Regions from separate parts of the Triticum aestivum genome. Here region 2 is linked to region 1. The links are chromatin contacts, called in public Hi-C maps. All regions are on one chromosome and are shown on one strand. The core of a region is the stretch at or near the end of the contact, and the rest is flanking DNA. Distances in the headings are between cores, read along the strand shown.

Region 1 (3,227 bases), core at 339-2,838:
CACCGGATAACCGACCAACACGAGTTGTTTTCTACAACTAATAAACTAACTAACGTGGCTCGCATCAATTTGCCGCCGTGGTATCAGAAATCATTCTTTAACCAGCCAAGGTTCAGCTGGCAAAGTGTCACGATTCAGACAACAGGGCAGCTAAGCATAGCAAGTGGCTAGTATAATCAGTATACTAGTAGTACTCTTTAGAAAGCATGACAGGTATATATTACCTGGAGGAGACTTCGTCAGAGAGGTGCCTGTGAATTGAAAATGCGACGAGATCAGCAAACGGCAGTAATATATATACTGAAATTATCAGAACAAAATGCCAGCTACTGCCATGGTCAAAGAATAGATTATGAGAGTTGGACAAGTACAGGTCAAACTAGATAATTTTCAGAACCGGTTTAACCACCGCAAAGTAAAATGGATAAAACAATGCATCCAAGACTGGGCTTAGACTAATGTCCCCATAGCATAATCTGACAAATTGACACCAATAAGTCGCTGGATTTAACTAAGATTAGCACCACATCTGGAGTGGGCAAGATGGGGGCATCTGGCACTCTTGATGCCTCCAAACCCTTCTTTGTTTCTCCATTGCAAGCAATCTGGTCCGAGATTTCACATCTAGATTTTGCTTTTTTCCTTCTATACAGCCATTTTGATGGCGACAGTCAGCAGAATTGCTAAAGACCAACTTCCATACGACACCCACGACGAAGTAACAAACGCATAAACGTAACTAGCGGGTTTTCTTCGAGACCAGATCAGGATCAACCCGTTTCCCATTACTTGGATAACAGAAACTAAAAGTTCAAACAGGGGATTTTTTTCTTCCATCCCTTTGCACATTTTGATCTGCCTACTAGCCTACATCTTAGCTAATCTTTATTAGTTGCTTAGAAAGATTGATCACGAAATTCAGCAGTAATTTCCACCATCGTCAGATCAAACATGCATTGCTACTTCAGCATCTACAATTAACTGATCCAAGCAAATTCCTAAACCGGAATCGGGAAGACCAAATCGCATCTTCTGAAATGCGGTAAAAAAAATTCGCAAGAAAAGGAGAGGGAGGGGGAGGGGCGGGTGGATTACTGGGGCAGCTGCTGACGTCCTCGGAGACGCCGCAGCGCTTGGAGAGGCGGAGCGCGTCGGTGACGTTGATGTTGAAGGCCTTGAAGATCTCGGGCGAGGCGTAGAGCGCGCAGAGGCAGGGCTTCTCGTTCTTCACGGCGTCCCGGAGCGGGCCGCAGCAGGTCTCCGGCGGCTTCTGCGCGTCCGTGCCGTTCATGTAGCCGGCGCAGCCCGTCAGCTTGGACGCGCACGCCGGCGTGCCCGTCGACTGCGCCGCCGCGCCCGCCGCCAGCACGCTCGCCACCGCCAGAAGCAGCAGCACCGCCACCGCCCGCATCGCCATCTGTCTCTCTCTTTCTCTGGGAGTGGTGTCACGAGGGAGAGGAGAAGGGCGAACAAAGGTGGTGCCTTTTTCTTCCGGAGCGTGGACTCTGGCACCGTCTACAGATACAGAGGGTTGGTGCCGCTTTTACGAGAGGAGTGCGCCGCGTGTTCCGAGAGAAGACAACGTCCAGCGGCGAACGGTGCTCCTTCGTGGTTTCCGATCTCGACTTTTCGGGTTTCGAGAAATGGGCATCGACACTTGGCAGCCTACTCCAGCAGGTGATACCAACTCCGAAATGCTCCAACGGTACCATTTCGAAGAAAAAAACAATTTTAGTTGCTTCAAAAAATTCTGAAAACAAATGTGAATGTTCACAAGGGATGTCGCTACAACTCCTAGAAATTTCAGGTCCAAAATCGAAATGCACATTAAGAAAAAAAAAAAGAGAGAGACAAAATCGAATGTGAATAGTAGTGTTTTGACTTTCGTCTTTTTGTGACACTATTCACGCTGGATTTGTCTTTTTTTTCTCAATGTGTATTTCTAATTTTGATTTGAATTTTTTTTAGGAGTTGTACACTCATGTGATGTGGACATCCATGATTTTTTCAGAATTTTTGAGAAACATTTAAAATTGAGTTCTTTGAAACGGTATCATGGTAGCACCAAAAGGGATGGTAGCACCAGATATTCTCCCTTTTGTGATTCAAATTCAAAGGTTGTAAAATCTTTTTTCATAAATGCGACGAATGCTCTCTCGTATTCTATCTAGAATGGTGTAAAGTCAAATTGTTATTTCCTTCGTCCCACAATATAAGAACCTGCTTTACATTGATTAAAATTCTAGATTTATTCTAAATCAAACCTCTCATGTCTATTACATTTTGTAACCTACTCCGGAAAATGAGGCGGCGGCGGCTACCTGAAGATGGAATTGTAACCTGCTCAGCAATATGAGGCGGTGGCGGCTTCTTGAAGATGGAATAAAGTCCACCATTTATATCCCTCGTCCCGGCGATGCGTCCAGCATCGTCGAAGGCATGTGGAGCCGTCAGGATGAAGGCATGCCCCAGCCAAGACCCAGGCCAAATACTTTCTACGGTGTTAAACAATAGAAAATTTGCCACAGTGCATGAAGAAACCCAGGCCGCCACCTGGGCAGCCTAGGGTATGTCTCCGTCGCTGTGTGAAGGTGTGTCTTCGGCGGACCTCGCGGGATCCGGTCGGTGTTGGACTTTGACGGATCCCCGTTGATCCATTCTCTGTTCGTGTGTCTACAATTTGGATCCTTTCGATATACGCTTCTTTTCCTCGGCGGCGATTGCTATTCCGACCTGTCTTATACGACCTTAACATGACGACTTCCCGATGATCTACTACGGAATGTTTTGCTCGGCTTCAATAAGGGAGGGGCGATCAGAGCGACGCTCTCTTCCGGTGCTTGTAGTTGTCACTGGGTGGTATACGGACCTGCATGCATTTTTTTTTGCTATTTTTGGTGTTCCTTGCACTACTGTGAGAGATGATGAATGTATCTGAAGTTCTCCTGCAAAAATAATAATTAAAAGTATTCTTTCTTTCTATACCATGCATATCTAGATTTTGACCAAGTATAGGAAATGATTGTGCGACTGCTGCATCACGGGTACGAAATCTGTTTTAGAAGAACACACGAGCTTTAGCCTGTCCGCGTCACGCCTTTCCTCCTCCTTCGAGAGGAGGAAACGAACAATACGTGGTTGCGACTCGGGGTCGGTTCGGTTCAAACTTGCGACCGAGCCGCGGGGACGAATTCGTCGTGGGCGGCCTTGCCTGGCGGTCTGACCTG
Region 2 (3,251 bases), core at 354-2,853, 200 kb after region 1:
CCAACTCTTCTTCCACTGCACGGCACTGCGCATCTAGTGGTAACGATCCGTGGTCCATTCCCGTAGCATGTTCTTGTTTGTTCTGCGCGTAGGAAAATTTTAATTTACAGTCGACGCACCCTACTGTAGAACCCAACAGTCTGTTGGGTGAGGCGGCCCTCCTTTTAGGCAGTGCATCGCGTCATGCATTCAAAATCAGATCACGTCTTGATTTTCTAGGACCAAGTTCCTTACAGGAACATGATAGATTTAATGGTGATTTTCTATCCCAAAAAAAGAATGATGATTTTCTTACGGGCAGGTGGGCGGGAATGGATGAATGAACAACATAGCGGCGTACCATCACCGTCGCAGACTCCTCTTTAATAGTGAAGATAGTGAAGATGCCGAGCACAGAATAATAGGTTGGTAATAGAAAAATGAAACAAAAAAAGCAAAAAAAAACATAGAAAAATATATATAATGAAAATGCGTGCACGCCGTCAAATGGGCCGCCAAACTTTGATCATAGTTGATGTTTTCTTCAGATTTGATTTGATTTAGATATGAGTAGTGGAAGGCAAGGAAAGTTTGGATTTAGTTGATATTTTCTGAAGATTTGATTTGAATGGGTTAATGTATCATGTTATTTTGGAAAAGTGCCGATTTGATTAAATTAATGCACGCGTCAAATGGGCGAACCCAAATTGGTTGCACTTGAGCGAAAGGTCATTTGTACGACGCTCGCGGGTGTAATATAGTGTGCCTACGGGTTGGTAGGAGTGAGGCGAGACTACCAACTCCGCTTTTAGGAGTAGAGTAATGTCATGCGAAGAAACACAAGGCAACATATGTTTTTTCTGTAGTGAAACTAGAGAGGAACGGACGAGGCACTGACAAACGAAAGCATTGGAAAAGGAGGGGGGTTCATACTTCGCAAATTCACAGGGGCACACAGGTGCTGGGGCACGCACTTGCCAAGCCCTGCCTGACCGCTCGATTGCCTCGCGATTCGCGAAGTAGTTGGATCCCGCATTAGGGAACAATAAGTTTTAGTTTTCGGGTGTTGAAACTTGCTGTTTTTTATCTGAAACTTGCAATTACTCACTCGCTTTTATCAAGTTTCATAGATAAAATTTTAGGTTTTTTTGTTGACCGTAGGCAAAAAAAATTGTAATTCTATTGCTTGCGCGTACTAAGTTTCAAGAGTTGAAGCTTATCATTTATTTTTAGAATTTGTTAAAATATATTTAAAATGAATCTTATCTGAAAGCTCTCGTCGCCATAAACACGAATATAAAAACATAACTTAATTTAGACTTTCAGGTCCAAATATATAAAAGTTTAAGAATCGAAAGCTAAAAATAAAAGCAAACCCAAGAAACTGCGTGCCGTGAAACCCTCGTGCCACAAATCCTCTCCGGTTCATACTTCACGCCCCTGGCACTTCTTAAGGTTTTTTTTGGAGGGACCTAGCTCTTCTCAAGTTAAAAATGATCTTCAACGGCAACCAAACATACGGCAACGACCGGCCCGGGGCCCACCGGCCAGCGACTCCCCGTGCCTTGGCCTACACACATGTTCGGTTGGGAAAGCGCTGTCGCAACGGTACGCAACCGATGGTGGCGGGAGCGGCAGCAACCGTTGCGCTCCATCGACCACATGCGCCTTTGTTCGCTTGCCTGCATTGCCATCCCCTCGAAATCGACACGACACGGACACCGACGCGGACACTACGCGCTCACTCCACATACTCTCACATCACGCCCAGGCCCATCTCGTCTCGTCCCATGGGCGTGGCCAGCCATGTCCACATCTCCCACCGCTACCCCTCGCCGTGGATCCAGTTCACGGAACAACAGCATATATGTCTATGTCTTTGTGTTTGGCTCCAACACTGAAGGACCACGCGCATGTTTTCACACAATTAAAAAGATTCAGACTTTCGTTCTTCCCAGGACTTGCAGCAAGGAACCGCCGTGGATTCTGAGCCAGAGTGGATTCTGAGCGGCAGTAATCATCATTCATGAGAAAAAGTTCAAAAAAACCTTGAATTTATAGACGAAAGCTAAGCCAAACCCCAAATTCTCAATCCCTGAAATCAGCACACCAAACTCTCTAATCCCGGTCTATTTTAAACCTTGAGAGGACTTCACCGGTATTTGCTGAATTGGGCCAGCCCAGTAGCACAGTCGCTCTCGCGTGCGCACTAGTTTGTTTTTTCTTTTACGTTATCATTTCTTTTTTTCATCTTTACACATGTATATTTTTTCTCAGTACCCAATGTGCATTTTTAACGCATACATTAAATATTTGATAAACTTTAGATATTTTCAAATAAATTATGGACATTTTTAAATTAAATGTTTTCAAAACTTTTTTAAATGCATGGTAATATTTTCCAAATACATGTTTTACATTCCCTTAATGACAATAAACATTTTATAAAACAACACGAGCACTGTTTTACATGGTTCAATATTTTTAAATTTGCATACACTTTTTGCAAACACATGTCACATATATCCTGTTACGGTTATGACACATTTTTTTTACAACACGCAAACATTTTTTTACATTGTACAAAAAGTATTCGCACTTTAAACTTTTGTTCAGGTTTCAGAAAAAATTTATGTTTCAAAAAGTGTTTTTACTTTAAAATTTTGTTCAGGTTAAAAATGTTTATGTTTCAAAAGGTGTTCTCTTTTTTAGAGTTGTTGGTTTATTAAAAGTATTTGAAATTTTCAAAAATGCACTTTATAAAATGTTCAAAGATTTCAAAAATAAATACGTTCACAATACTTGTTTTCCCCTAAAAAAGGTTTTTGAAGTTCGACGCTTTGGTTTCTGGTTAAATATTCTTGGCCTCTTATTTTGTCAGTCATAGTTGTCTGGTGTAGTGGCTAGTGAAATCAGGTCAAACCTTCCAGGTCCCAAGTTCGATGCCACGGCATGTTTTTTCTCTTTTGGAATTATTATGCCGTGCATTAAGAAAAAGAAAGAAAGAATTTTTACGGCGCGTGATAAGAAAAAAAAATAGTCTCTTTATGTCTGGTGTGCCGGCCCAGTCGAGTCCGCAGCCAACAATTCGAAACATTTCAAAAATTATTTATGAAATTTCAAAAACATTATTCAAAAATGTGACACAAATCTGAAAATCCGAAAAAAATTCATAGCATGTGAAAAACTGTTGGAATTCTCAGCATTTTTTGACAAATGTGAATTGTATGAAATAGCGAACAGTTTTTTAAAATTTGAATAGAAGTTCAGAA

The links. Hi-C and Micro-C count contacts between places; a contact is called where the count stands out from the background.
Region 2: a contact with region 1 is called in a Hi-C map of leaf, with 5 times the contacts expected there. The contact joins the enhancer-like site here to the promoter of LOC123167458 in region 1. A contact is called at or near these places in 2 of 5 Hi-C or Micro-C datasets (both in leaf) and 1 of 1 datasets of contacts at active chromatin or transcription factors (leaf).

Annotation. Positions count from the first base shown.
Region 1 is chr7D:557,123,249-557,126,475 of IWGSC CS RefSeq v2.1, forward strand. LOC123167458 (non-specific lipid transfer protein GPI-anchored 9) reads right to left here and starts at 1,589. Exons shown (of 3, transcript XM_044585297.1): 1 at 1,096-1,589; 2 at 225-251. The coding sequence starts at 1,417.
Region 2 is chr7D:557,318,673-557,321,923 of IWGSC CS RefSeq v2.1, forward strand. No RefSeq gene overlaps it. Among protein-coding and RNA genes, the nearest start is that of LOC123171410, 130 kb to the left of the region's middle. Within about 2 kb of position 1,604, at least 4 of the 8 cell types and tissues checked have an H3K27ac peak or open chromatin away from gene starts, as enhancers often do. A contact at or near this core is called in leaf, where this site is marked.